Regions from separate parts of the Mus musculus genome. Here region 1 is linked to region 2. The links are chromatin contacts, called in public HiChIP or PLAC-seq maps. All regions are on one chromosome and are shown on one strand. The core of a region is the stretch at or near the end of the contact, and the rest is flanking DNA. Distances in the headings are between cores, read along the strand shown.

What was found. HiChIP or PLAC-seq counts read pairs in DNA pulled down with a chosen protein or histone mark.
Region 1: an H3K27ac HiChIP or PLAC-seq map of embryonic stem cells shows a contact between it and region 2, with 5 read pairs. The contact joins the enhancer-like site here to the promoter of Mdm1 in region 2. A contact is called at or near these places in 3 of 484 Hi-C or Micro-C datasets (CD4 T cells, natural killer cells and trophoblast stem cells), 3 of 115 datasets of contacts at active chromatin or transcription factors (the HPC-7 cell line, effector CD8 T cells and embryonic stem cells) and 2 of 9 other capture datasets (adipose tissue and pancreatic islet).

What each region holds. Positions count from the first base shown.
Region 1 is chr10:118,085,975-118,092,742 of GRCm38.p6, reverse strand. No RefSeq gene overlaps it. Among named protein-coding and RNA genes, the nearest start is that of Mdm1, 52 kb to the left of the region's middle. Within about 2 kb of position 4,997, at least 28 of the 459 cell types and tissues checked have an H3K27ac peak or open chromatin away from gene starts, as enhancers often do.
Region 2 is chr10:118,139,169-118,147,038 of GRCm38.p6, reverse strand. Mdm1 (transformed mouse 3T3 cell double minute 1) reads right to left here and starts at 5,252. Exons shown (of 14, transcript NM_148922.3): 1 at 5,077-5,252; 2 at 4,075-4,189; 3 at 68-444. The coding sequence starts at 5,094.

The DNA.
Region 1 (6,768 bases), core at 3,748-6,247, 54 kb after region 2:
TATGAAGAAAAATGACCCTCTCCCCGTGGGCAGATCTGAGCTGGGCCGATTCAGATGGAATATTCTGGAAGCTGTAGCAGGAGGTTCTGGAAGTGATTAACAATGCGGGTTCACTCTGAGGAGCACTTCCTCACGTGGGGCCTGAAGCAGCTTTGCTTTGAGATCTTTGTCTCTGAGAGTTTCTTGTAAGGGGAACAAAAAGCATCCACATAACACAGACAAATGATCCCCAGTCTCATTGTGCTTCTGTCTGCTGATGCTCCGCAGAGCCCCAAGCTAGGCTTCCAGCTTGGCTAGAAACAGCCTGTGGCCATCTTGCTTCCTCTGCGTCCTCCAATCAGCTCCAAGCCTCAGAGCATCAGTCTCTGCAGGGGACCAAGAACCTCAAAGGAGCTCTGTGGGGTCATGGGACGCAGGATGAGGAAAGTGGCCAAGCGAGGTGGTGAAATGAAGAAGGTCACTTAAAGAAGAAGGGGCATGGGACTAGAGAGGCGGGCCAATGGTTAAGAGCACTTGCTGCTCTTCCAGAGGACCCAGGTTCTGTTTCCGGCAGCATGGTGGCTCACAACCATCTGTAACTCTGGTTCCAATGAATCCAACACGTTCTTCTGAGCTCCATGGGTATTAGGCAGGCACACTGTACACAGACATATAGGCAGGCAAAACACCACATAAAATAACAGCAACAACAACAACAACAAAAGATGAGACATGGGAAAATCCACCCTATGCCATTGAGAAAGAAGAAATACACAGACAAGAGAGAAGTGGGCTCAGTTTCCCGCGGCGAGGGCACAGATGAGGTACACCTCCTGTTCTGAAATATAATGCGGCGAGGGAGTACCTGGCAGGCCCACTCCAAGGTATCCCCCTGAGAAATCACACCATGCAACAGATCTGGTATAAAGGAGGCTTATCTGGGAGGAGGGAGGAAAGTTACGACAGACAGATGGGAGCAGAGCCATGAGGGTAGAGAACGCGGACAGCGAAGGACAGAAAGGGGAAGAGGGGGATATCAGCCAGGAACATGTGGGGACACAGAGAGAGAATTGGGGTGGCGAGCATCTGGCAGATGATGGCGGCAGGTGATAAATAAGCTAAAAGTAGCCTAGTGGAGTAGCGCGTAAGCCGAAGCATCTCCCACACACCCTGTCATTAGCCCGGCCAATGGAGGGTCTATTCTCACCCTTCTCTGCACTAGGCCAGTCCCACTGCAAACCTCTTCCGGACATTCTATCGCAGAATACAAACTTCATGAGCACTGTTCTACCTTCCTATAGAGTTCCATAGGACTGTGGATGCCTGCCTTTACCATGTGGTTCAGTGCCTGGGGGCCTGGAATGTAAATAAATATAGCAATCGCCAGGGTTTATCTCAGTAGCCTGAGCATCAGGCACTTGAGGAGGCAACAGATGAGCCAAGCAGAGAGATATTCTCTCTCTCTCTCTCTCTCTCTCTCTCTCTCTCTCTCTTCCCCTCTCCCTCTCCCTCTCCCCTCCCCCTCCCCCTCCCCCTCCCTCCTTCCTTCCCCACTCAGCAGAGGCACCCCTCTGCCTCTGCTCACAGCAGAGTGAAGGCCCCAGCCTCCAGCAGCCTGGCCCAGCTCTTTCTCCGCTGAGTTGGGGCTTTTGCTTCCACCACCCCCCCCCCCCAAGCTCACTCCATGCTTACATTTCACTCAATTTAGCAGATCCAGCAAAGCAGGTTACCCTACAGAAGCAGAGAGCTCAGCAAATATTTCCTGAATGAATGGATGGATGGATGACCACGACCCTTGCAGATGGGAGCTAAGAAAGAAGAAACAGAAATCCCCTGACGCACTCAAAATTAAAGTTCACCCTAATTTGTTATACACGGGTTCATGTCTCGCCTCTTAATTTAAAAGTGGAAGCTCAGGTTGAGCGCCTGCTAAGGCTCCCGTTTCTGTGTTAAGCTCCAATACCACCCGTCTGAGGCAGAGATCTTTACCTTGTTTTACAGCTAAATAGACAGAAACTGAAAAGGGTTAAGGAACGTGCCCAGATTCACATTGCTGCAAAGAAAGAGTTTACTTGGCTTGCTACCTTGCTTCTCCCCCTGCCTGGCTCTCCACATGCTGAGCATCACCCTATGTCATTAACCTACCTTTCATGTCTCCATCACTGCAGCGCTTCCTACTCAGGCTCACAGGAACACTCGCCCAGACTGCTGGAATCACCTTCAGGATGCGAGCTCTCCATCCCATCTACCCTAAGTTAACCTGTATCTTTTTTAATTCGGTTACTCTTTTTTCAGGGGTCACATGCAGGATCTTACTCTGTAGCCCAGGCTAGCCCTGAACTCACACTCTAGCCTCAGCTTCCCAAGTGCTAGGATGACAGATTTGTGCCACCACACCTGGCTGATGACTTCTTAGTAAAGGTGTCATCATCTTTACTTGACACATCCATTAAGTTAGAGAGCACCAGTTCCCACCAAGAGCCCACAAACCACACAACCCAGGAGCCAAATCCAATCCATCCCATATTTTCGATTGGCCTAAAAGATAGGAATGGCTTTGAATTTTTAAAGGGCTAGACATTTTCCAATAAAACAACACTCTTTGGTGATGTGCAAAAATTACGTGAAACTCACATTTCAATGTGCATAAAGTATTATGCAAACACACTCATTGGTGCGCTCAGTAATTATCTGTGGTTGCATTTGCACTACAAAGTCAGGCCCACGTCAAAGCAACAAGCCATCCACCCCCACAAAGGGGTTTAGTGTCTGCTACATCAGGGTTTCTTCAACTTTTTCTATTCGTGAGCTCTTTCTTTTTTTGAGAAAGTTCTACACCACACGCACACATATCATATGTCAAACATTAATTGATAACAATCATAAGGATTTTTTTAAATGTTTCAATGTGTGTGTGTGTGTGTGTGTGTGTGTGTGTGTGTGTGTGTGTGTGTGTGTGTGTATGTGTGTGTTTATACATGTCTGGAAGTACAGTATATATGTGAGTGGGTCCACAGGCCAGAGAGTGTGTCTGGTGGTCAGAGGACAACTTTGTGGAGTTGGCTCTCTCCATCTACCCATAAATGGATAACTGTAGGGTACCTTTACCTTCTAAGCCATCTTGATGTATTTAGAATACTTCTTTGGTATACATAACTTTGTCACTTATTTTGCTTACAGTAGAAAACAAATGTGCATACAAACAAAATGGACTGTTTATTTTTACATAGATAATTATGTATTGCTTGAATATTTAATATTGCAGAACACAGGTCCTCATCAATGTTTTTCTGGGTTGATCAATGTTTGTATTTTATCAGTATTGAGATTGCTGTTGTGTCACATAAATATGTAGTGAAAAGTGACACAGACACATTTGGGGAAGATTCAAAATTATTGAAAATCTGTCTTAATCCCAAAGCCAATTTTTTTCATTTAACACGTTTTAAATAAAACTCAGATCAGCAACTCACACACAATTTTTTAAAATCAAAACAATCCAGATATACACTAATGGTAAAGAATGAAGGTAGAAAAACACTAAGGTCTTTGTTTTCCGTAGTTAAAGCAATATATTTTTATAGAAAGAAAAATTTTTATGTGCAATAAAAACACTGCAATTCAGCCAGGTGTGGTGGCGCACACCTTTAATCCCAGCACTCGGGAGGCAGAGGCAGGCGGATTTCTGAGTTCGAGGCCAGCCTGGTCTACAAAGTGAGCTCCAGGACAGCCAGACCTACACAGAGAAACCCTGTCTTGGGAAAGAAAGAAAGAAAGAAAGAAAGAAAGAAAGAAAGAAAGAAAGAAAGAAAGAAAGAAAGAGGGAGGGAGGGAGGGAGGGAGGGAGGGAAGGAGGGAGGGAGGGAGGAGAAAAGTGAATAGGGGCAGCTGGCATTTTCAAGAATAACAGGAGAAGGGCATCCCCAGAGAGGGAGGAGGGAGGAGGGAGGGGGAAAGGGAGGAAGGAGGGGGGAGGGGAGGAGAAGGGGAGGGGAGGGGGAGGGAGAGGGAGAGAGCAAGAGAGACAGAGAGCAAGAGAGCAAGAGTGTAAGAGAGAGACAGAGAAAGAACACACAGCAGGAAGGTTCAGAGTAAGACTAAGGGGCTCTAATTCAAACAAAATCCAAAGTAAGATCCAGAGCCCGTGACATTCTAATTCTAATTAAAAGAAGGTCTCGAGGATGGTGGCTGTTGTTTCTGGACTTCCACTACCACTACAATCTTATGTGACTGGCATATATATTCACACACACACACATACACACACACACACACACACACACACACACACACACACACACACACACACACAGTCGCACTAGAATTAAAGGGGTCTTGGAGCCAAGTTAAAGGATGACACCAATCCCAAGGAACGTGAGGTGGAGATTCGGGTACAGTGTGTTTTTCACAGGTTACAAAAATTAAAACATCAGGTAGCCTCTATACAAAGCGCTGCCTCGTGCATCCCTAATTCAGTAGAAGGACCGGCTGGGAAATGAGTGCTTGTTTTCCTCCACTGTAGAGGCTGCTGTGGAAAGGCAATTGTCTCCTTCCTTTCTTGCTGATTCCTGTTCACTGAAGGAAATCATGCTGGAAGCAACCTCATTTGAGACCCAGCAAGGAACATCTGCCCTGCTTTGGCGTCACAGCGAGAGATACTAGCTCAGCTTTGCATACGGCACCTTCCTGCTTATCACCAAAAAAGGCATTCCCAGGCTCTTTAAATTACCATGCAGGGCTTCTATTAAGTATTAGTGCAAACTCAAAGAGATTTTCCAGCCCACCCAGGGAGGTAAGTGTGACCCTGAAAGGCACTAAATCAGACAGTCAGATCCAAGAGAGGCTGAAGTTCTCCGCCCAGCCATTTTTCCAATCCCAGCAGCTGCTTCTGCATGTGATGTCATTTGTGCGGGGGTCTCTTTGCAAGAACCCTCTCTGCCCCAACCTCGCCTCCACACACCCATGCCTCCTCGGTACCTCAGATGCTTGCCCTGCTCCACCCCAGTGTGTATTTAAGGATGTGGGCGTTGAGTGAATAGACACCCTACAATGCAGTTAGCCTCCAGGAAACCGGCTCTTGGGTATAACAGTTCTTCATGCTTAAAACTTCAGTGCTATGGGAGAACTGCCAAAACTGTACCACACACCTGTCTTGGGGATCTCTGTCACCAAATAATAATAAAATAATGCATTTTAGTATTTAGTGTATGAATGCTAGACTTATCAATACATTTATTATTAAAATCACACGTGAAGGCTGCGGATCAATCCCGCCAGTAATGAGTGACCATTGGTTCTTTAAAAAGTGAGAACTAACTCCTGGTATTTCGCTTCAAAGAATCTGGCCTATGGAACATGACATTAAAGATTCATCTATTTAAAAAGCTGCAAATGTCAGGGAGAGAACAAAGCTGTCAAATGCTAGGAAGGTTCTGTGAAGAAAACATTGAAACCCCAAGGTGAAGCAGAGGAAGCAGTCACACAGGCTTTGGCACTTGGGTGATCACTGCTGGCTGTTATTATTAAAATACCAAAGGGGCAAGAAAGAGCATGGTGTCCATGGTATCCTTTATTCTTATTTATTTTACTTTATTTTGGGAGAGATCTCATCACTCTGCCCTGGCTAGCCTGAGACTCCCTGTGTAGACCAAGTTGGCTTTGAAATCAGGGACCTGCCTGCCTCTGCCTCCAGATCGCTGAAAGGAAGGCCCACCCCAGACTCAGCCATTATAAACAAAACATGTATGCCACTAAATCAGTATCACCATCAGTGGCCAATTGTAACACAGCCCTCTGGCAAAGTTGATGAACACAACCAGGGATGGGGGGACAGGATAGACAATCAGCACACAGGACTCAGACCGTTGAAGCTATCTCTTTTAATCTCTGCTAAATGGTTCAGCTAGGTATGCTGCAAGTTGCAAAAACATCCATGATCCAGGTATGCTTCAGACTGCAAGCCACAAAAACATCCAATGGGTTGTGGCATAAAAGGTAAGAAGTTCGAGTCTTTTCTTGTATTACAAACCACGCCAGAAACTTACGGCTAGTAATGTTTATTTTGTTCATGAATCTGTTATTTCGAAAGGGCCTAGACCAGTGGTTCTCACCCTTCCCAACGCTGTAACCCTTCAGTGCAGTTCCTCATGTTGTGGTGACCCCCCACCATAAAATTATTTTCATTGCTACTTCATAACTAATTTTGCTACCTTTATGAATCACAGAAATACCTAGCGGTCAAGCCCCCAAAGGGGGTCATGACTCACAGGTTGAGAATCACTGACTTAGCTGACAGCTTTTCTGTTCCTCTTCGCATCCCTGAAGGTACCTTGAAGACTGGGGGTTGGCATCTTGTGCAGGCTGGCACACTTCAGCTTGGCAGTGCTCACCGGGAAGCCTCAGAGAGCTGGATACTGGGATTTTCTGTCAGTGCTTTCTCTCTGGTAGCTGGGGTTTCTCTGTCACGGCTTCTCTAACTCTCAGCTTCCGTGTAGTATAATTTTAGCACATCAGCTATAGGATCCCAGGACACAGGTCAAAGTAAATAATGAGGTAGAAACTGTATCTCCCTGTGAGGTGCAGGGCTGGGATTCATTCATTGTCTCTTCTCCTGGGTTCTGTTTGCTAGAAGAAAGTCATGGGAGCTGGTCTGGATTCTAGACAGGAGACTTGAGCTGTAATTTTTCATGGGTGAGGACCAAATAATTTGTGGCAGTACAACGAAGCTACAGGGTAGATTTGCTTCCCATGCAAGACACAAAGGGGGAAGTGGTCCTGTGGCGTGTAGGA
Region 2 (7,870 bases), core at 4,003-6,502:
AAGACAAGACAAGAACCAATAAGAAACCTAAATATTCCTTTAAAAGAAACACGGTGGCTCTTCCTACCCTGGGATCTATGCTCTGGGAGAGAGGTTGTTTGCTGGAAGGTCTCAGCTCCACATCCGCGCTAACTGGCGCATGGCTTCTCGTGACACCCTGGTGCTTTTCCACAGTGTCTGAAACCCCTTCAGCTCTCGAGTCCGCAGAATGAGACCGAGTTCTCTTGGGAACCCTGGAGGCCTCTAGTGAGAGAACTGCTTCTTGATTGGCATCTTCTCCTTGCTCAGCCTCTTGTGGCTTTGGCGTTCCAAAGGCCTGGGGTTCTGGTGGGACAAGCGTATCCTTCTTTCTGACGGTTCCGTTCCACTCCAGGTATTTTGAAATCTGAGGGTCATGGTAGGGAACTCTTCTTTTTGAAATAAAACCTGGTTCTTTCGTGATCCCTACAAAACATAGAACATGAAAGTAGCTGCTACCAACGCGCATGGTCAAGAAGAGCTTTTTAAAAGGCCTGAGAGAGATGGAGTTTAACAGTCAGTTGAGAGAGCAAGATGGCACTTGCCACCAAGCCTGACAACCTGAGTTCAGGCCTCAGGACCCCCATGGGAGAAAGGAAAATCAACTCCCACAAGTTGTTCTGTGGCTTTTACACATGCCTGTGGTGCACACATGCATGCATGCATGCAGACAGACAGACAGACAGACACACACACACACACACACACACACACACACCCTCCTCCAAATTGTAGTACTTGTAAAAACCTAACAAGATATAGCTTTCAATATCAAATTATTTTTGCTTTAAAGAAGCATTAAAGTTGAATGCTGAGGCCAGTGTCCAAGTTGTTCTCACACAAGTCACAGGGGTCACAAGGCAAGAGACCTGGCGCCAGCAAGTGCGCGCTCCCTCCGTTTCTGGTTACCTGCGCTACTTAGCATAACAATAAGCCCTGGTCAGTCCACACTGGGACTTTTCCCAAAGCTTCTCTTAAGCAGAGCAGACCACGATGAAAGGGGATGAGGTGTCCCCATGCTAGACCTCGGTTCTCCTCTGCCTTGGTTTCCTGAGGATTAAAAAGAATGACCCCAAACAAGAGCGAACAAGAGCATGCAACACGAATGCCCTAGTTCTGGCCATTCTTTAAACAGGAGGAGAGCTGCTCCTGCCACAGTAAGAGCAAGGCCACCGAAGGGAAGAGGAGGCGACAGAAAAGCTGACATGAGGTAAAGCTATCACTCTCAAACCTCTCTCCGAGCTCTTTCTGCCACTGAAGCAAGAGTCCCAAGCTCACGGGCTTCCCAGACTAGTAACCTTCAATGGACGGGCACACAGAGACATCCTGGGGGCAGGGTGGGCAGAAAGGGGCAATTCTGAATTCCATGTGCGCTCTTGCTGGACCTGTCATCTGTGTTTCTATCTGCTACGGCCTACATGATCCTGCTTCCACTGCACAACAGACAGGCACGCATCTCAAGCAGCCTCAGACTACCTGTGACATAGTACAAGAACTCAGGGCTAGGGAGACAACAGGACAAGAAAGCACAAGTGTCCTAAGGGACACTGTCACGGGAAAGCAAAGACACAGACTAGAAGTAATAGAGGAGTGGTGGCCAGTTCCCGTTTGCCCCTCCGCCCACAAAGTTCAGGGTGGAGAGCCGGCATGGAAAGTACACGATGCACCTGAACACTGAATCAAGGCATAAAGTTAGACTTGTCTCACAGAAAGCCGAGCTAATTTGGCAAGCCTGTTTGCTGATTAGAGTGGCTTTGCAAATTATTCTATGAACATTTTCTATAACTGAATGAGCCGAGGTGGCAGCCCAAAAGTTTGAACAGATTATATATATGACACATATACACTCTCTATATATGACACATATACACTCTACCAAAATCTATATCCTTTGAAACTACTTGTAAAAGCTTAGAAAAAAGAAAAGATCAACTTTAAAGTGGGAGGACGGTTAACAAGATTTTCCTAACGTTGTGGGGAGCACTCCCGGCTCTCCTCTCCATTCTGTTAATCCTTAGCTTATGTGCATGAGGGTTTTGCCTGCCTGTGTGTGTATATACTACATACGTGCCTGGTGCCTGCAGGGTCCGGGAGAGGGAGTTAGAGCCCTGGGCATAGTTACAGAGAGTTGTGAGCTGCTACGTGAGGGCAGAAACTAACCCTGGGTCCTCTGCAGGAGTACTGCTGCTCTCAACCACCGAGCCATTGTCCCAGCCCCTCTTAAGTTCTTACAGGAAGCATGAAGAGAGGAAGACTCTCCAGCCAGTGGGCCCTCTGTCCTCCCAGCTCCAGCAAGTGCTCCAGGCAGTGAGGGATGCACTGCATTGCCAGAATGGCCGGCCAGCTCTAGGTAAGCCAGCTGTCCTCGTTAACCTCCTCCCTCCCGGGCTGATCAGCCTGAGACTCTGACACTATCACTTGTGCTTACTGAGAACTCCCAGTAGCCGTCCTCCCTTACACCATGACCTCCTTCACAATGTGCCCTGCTCCAGAGTGGCTTCACGTGCCCAGGCTCTTCTCACACTGGCCACCTGAATGCAGCTGGTCTCAGCTAAAATGCTGAAGGGCAGTTAATCAGGTTGACCAGTTGTCTGGTGTGCAGTTATCACTCCCTGCCCCAAAGCTTTCAGTGAAGTGGTTATGCCTGAAGACAGTTTATTTTGTATTCTCGATCTAACGAACTCTCCAAAGTACAGAACTTACAAGCAGAGAGATTTTCCAGGATACTGCCGGAGAATCAGGAAACATCTTGTCTCTGAAGTCCAGCACTATTTACGCAGCAGAGGAGCCCTAAAGAGCTACCCACACTCTGTTCTCCAAACCTGATATAAACACACTCTTTACTTTACTCCCTTCCCAGACACATGCCCTCATGGTAAGTCTTGTCTTTCCCTGGCTTCAAACACCTAACATTTGAGGGGTTTATACATCATTCTCACACATCATCCATAGAACACTAAGTACTGACCTATGTACACAAAATCCTTACCAAGCAAGGCCTCCTTCAACCCTGGATAGTGGAGCTTCCTACAGCCCACTTTGCAAGTTTGATTTGCTCAAAATTATAATTATTGTATATCTAAATTCAGATGTATTCATTAATTTAAAATCTGGTTTGAGGGCTGATAATATGATCAGTTGCCTTGTAAGCACAAAACCCTGAATTTAACCCCATAGGACCCATGCAAAAAGGCTAAGTGTGGCCGCATGCTCTTATAATCGAGCACTGGAGAGGCAGAGACAGGTGGACCCCGGGGGTTCTCTGGCCAGGAGGCCTAGTCTAACTGGTGAGCTCCAGGGCAGTGAGAGACCTTGTATTAAAATGAAGTGGGCGGCCTTCCTGAGGAGCAACACCCAGGATGGTTCTCTGGCCTCTGCATGCATACATGATATACACAGGTATACTTGCATTAATAAAAAATAAAAATAAGTTAAAGTAGGGTGTCTCAAAGCCTTGCGCCTCCACTGACAAACAAGGAGACAGAGGCCTACTCTCCAATATCCTAGCTGGTGAGAGAGAAACAGTAGATAGAACAGTCAGTCCACTCTTTCAATGTGCAGTAGGAAACCTTGGCCCGAGGGCTCAAATTCTCTGAGGTCAGGAGACGAAGCCTATGTAAGAGGAAGAACATGATTTCTGAACTCATGGCACTGACCAAAACCAGCAAGTTCCAGCCATGCCTCTGTTACCTACCCTTCCATTCTTCAAGTCTTTGAAAGTCCTCACCCTCAGGCTTGCTCCTCTCCGCTCAAACATTTCCAGAAAAGCCTCTTTCAGAACAACCAATCTCAGGCGTTTCCCCTTCAGTTTTACTATTCAACTTTTTTTGATATCATGCTATTTTATATACAACTCGATTTGATGAGTTTCTTTGTGTTTTTTGTTTGTTTGTTTGTTTTTGTTTGTTTGTACATAAGGGACTCTGGGATCGCAGTATAGCATCAATAAATATTTGCCAATTATACATGAGGCCAACACAGGTAGATTTTAATTGTTTTGTAAACAGAACCCAAGGTTTATTCAAGTTATGATAGCTATTGGTTTGCTCAACTTACCCAACTGATCCGATCTAAGTCCTGCCCATGAGTACTTTTGTCCCACTGAGGGATTATAAGACTCTGACAAATAGGACTTTTTCCACAGGAAGTTTCTCTGGTATTCACTCAGCCCCTATAATGAAAAGTGCAATTTGAGCACAGTGTAGTGAAGAGGTGTTTTAGCATCAGAAAGAAAAACAAAAACAAAAAAACCTCAACCTCTGAAGAGTGTTCTTGAAAGGCCCAAGAATGAGAATTAAACCCCAGTCAAGCTCCTTAATAATAGCTAATATTTACCCAGCCCTGGGCTAAGTAGCCCCTTAATCCTCACAACCACCCGAGCCAGACAAGCCGGAGTCCCTCAATGAGGCTGCGCTATAACTGGTTCTCTGATTCCAAAGTGTGGTAACAAACCTAAGTCCTCACTAGAGGTTTATCCTAAATTCATCGAGTGCATAATGTTATGGCTTTTAATAAAAGGCAATTAGAGAAAGACGTGTTCCCCTCCCACTCTGTCTGGCAAGCACTTTAGAATTAAAGAGTCCGGGATTACAGAAACACTGTGGCCACCTGTTGCGTGGAAAGGCGTTAGACACAGACAGCTATCTGGAACTGTGAGCAAAACCTAAAGCAAACGTGCAACTAGCAGGCTGCACACCTACCCACGCTCTCCTTTTACTGGGGCCCGCTTCCCAAGCGTTTAAAAGACCCGCGCGCTTTAAAGTTTTGCAGGAAAGGAGCTGAATGCTATCGGCAAGAGGAACCACAGGTGTCCTACACCGACAGCAGCCTTTCGTCCCACTGTCAAGGGCCCTCCTTCCGCCTCCGCTCCTGGCGACCCCAGACTGACGCCGTCAGGCCCCCATCGAACTCTCCCCACCCGCCCCTCCGCGCTGGGCCACCGGCCGGAGCATCCTCCGCCCCGCACAGGCTCCGGCCAGGAGGCTCGGTACGGCACAGGCGCGTCACGCACCCACCCCGCGGCGTCCCCGCCACCCGCCGCCCAGCCCCCGGCCTCACCTTGAAGCGCACCGGCATGTCGCCCTGCGCTGCGGAGCCTGCCCCGCCGACAGTTAACGGGAGCAAAAGCCCCGAGGGGGCGGGACGACGCGACAACACTGGTTCCCTAGCAAGATCCTGGACCCGGCGTCCCCGACGACGCGCCGGCGCACTCCGCGCCGCCCTCCCGCCCCGCCTCTCGGCCTTGCTCCGCCCATTTTGAGGCCTAAAGACCAATGGCAGCCCTCACCGTCATTACGATTAGACCAACCAGCACTCGTAAGGGCACGGCCCCGCTCCCTAATGGCGGGCGAAGAGCTGGCCAATGAGGATACCGGAGCTGCGGTGGGCGGAGCCCGCGGGAGCTTTGTTCAGGAGGCTGCAGGCAGAGTCCCCGCAGTGCGCGCACCGCAGCCTGTCTGTGTAGTGTGGCCGGGCTCGGCAAGAGCCTACCTCACTGGTTCCAGCTCCCTGACATCACAGAACGTGAAAGTGTGCCTGGCATTCCAGAATGCACGACAGAACCCACAGTCTCTTTGTCCATAAAGGAAATTGCCCCTAGAGTACCCGGCTGAAAAGAAGTTGCTAAGGAGAGAAGCGTTACACGAGCCTTGGGTCAAAAAGGATAGGTCCAAAAATACATACGACCTAGGATGATTCAAGTAAAGTTTATTAAGACCGCAAAGCCAACTCATCCTTTTTAAAAATAAAATTCCCTCTGTACACCAGGCTGGCCTGGAACTCAAAGATATCTACCTGGCTCTGTCTCCATAGTGCTGGGATTAAAGGCATGCACCACCAGTCCCAACATTGGGCAGGCAGAGCCAGGGAGATCTCTGCCTGGTCTACAGAGTGAGTTCCAGTATCGGGCTACACAGAAAAACTCGGTCTTGAAAGAATAAATAAAAATAAAATTCCATTTGACTTTTATAGGTTATTGCCCATCGTGAAACACTGCTAATTCTGAAAGTCCAGAAAAAAAATTACCCAGACATGCTAAATACATTATTTAGTCGATCATAATATACTATGTCCTGGGCTCGCTTTCCAAGTGAGAGGCATGAATGGGAAGTTTGAAGCAGAGTGGTCCCTGAGGGTAGAGATGATTAGAAGAGGCTCAGGGGTAATTTTCAGACTTGGCCTTGAAAATTACAACTGCAAGAAGAGGAAGATAAGATGATCAAGGCAGACATATGTCTGGAGAGAAGGTTGCCGGGGTTCTTCTAGGAATAATGAATTTACCTTTGTCCTGTGTTGGGATGTTCCCATCAACCCTTCCCAGTCCCTTCAAGTGCTTCCTGCAGACTCCTCTTCTTGGCTCCTAATTGATGTCTCCGATCTTCTTCATTATCATGGAGATAATTTAAAAATTCATTTGAAGAAGCCACCTGATATCTAAAACAGAGAGAATATTAAATAAGACCCTGTGCTGCCATGCATCCAGGAGACCTTTCGTTAATGTTAATCGGTGAGGACAGAACCCCAGTCCTGTGAATTAAAAATGACACAGGCAAGACACAGTGGAACATGAAATGAAACCCCCTGCAGGAAGCCAGCCAGGACCTTACAGGATAGGACAGAGCCGGTTCTGATTGTACACAAAGCTTTGTCACCACACAGTCTCAGGGGAAGTAGGTAGAAGAACATAGCCTGTCTGCTTAAAAAGGAACAAAGGCGATTGGGATAAAGCTCTGCTGGGCAGGGAATCAATGACAAGAAACGCATGTGGCCGTTGGTAAAGATGACTTGGTGACACCCAGCTTTGCTAGAGATGTATTGCAGGGACTCAAGGGAGAAATGTTTACTTTGTCACGGTTAAGCAAAAATCAACTCCCCCCACCCCCCACCCTGGGGAAATGAATCAAAGATATGGAATAAAAAAAAAAGGTTTGAACACTGAATAAATTATGTAGTCTCTGTGTTACCAACAACTCTTGCCAAAAAAAAAACCACAAGGATGGAGTGGATTCCAAAATCCCACACACATTTTTCAAGATTCAATGTGAACTGCCTCACTGGCATGTACAGCCATGCACAGTATGCCCAGCAGCATCACAGAGACTCTCTCCAACAGCCATATATCTATAGATGTGTTATTACTGCCGGCTACAACCATGGTAGCTGGCTACTAAGTCTCCACTAGAGAAAGACACTTTAGCCTGCAGCTATGTCACAGAGGACCCTCTCTCCTCTCATTCTCTCTACTAAGGAAATGGTAAAGCATCTTAGAGAGCTGTTTGGTTTGCTTTGCTTTGCTTTGCTTTGGTTTTCTTATCTCCAAAGGTCTCAGAGTGAAGCCCATTGGAAACTAATCCAGAAAGTGACTTCTCTTAGGATAGATTGCATGCTGTGCTTCCCACAGTGGGACAGGAAATGTACCGTACCTGCTTCCTGCTTCTCTATCTACGCTCCTCTGTTTCCCCTCCAAGTAGAATTCCTACAACCCCAAACAAGAGCAATTTGACCATCCTTTTGACACATCAATTCCTCTTCTAAAAATTTATCTTATGATATGGGAAAAAATATACACTTAATGTTGTTTGATGTTGACCTGATGGTGTGAGCACAGGAGAGCTGGCTAGCCCAGTGGTGTGGGCTGACCAACTCAGTTAACATCCAGGCCCAGATCCGGAGCATCAAGCTGGCTCACCCTAACACCCACCCTCTGTGCTGCTAGAGTGCTTGAGCTTGAAAAGGCAGGTCCTGCAGAACCAAAGCTACAGGATCTCCATGACTGGGGCAACAACCGGATATCTGAGAGGAGTCCCAGCGAGGGCCCAGTATTGATGGTATAGCAGAAACCAGAGGCCTCAAG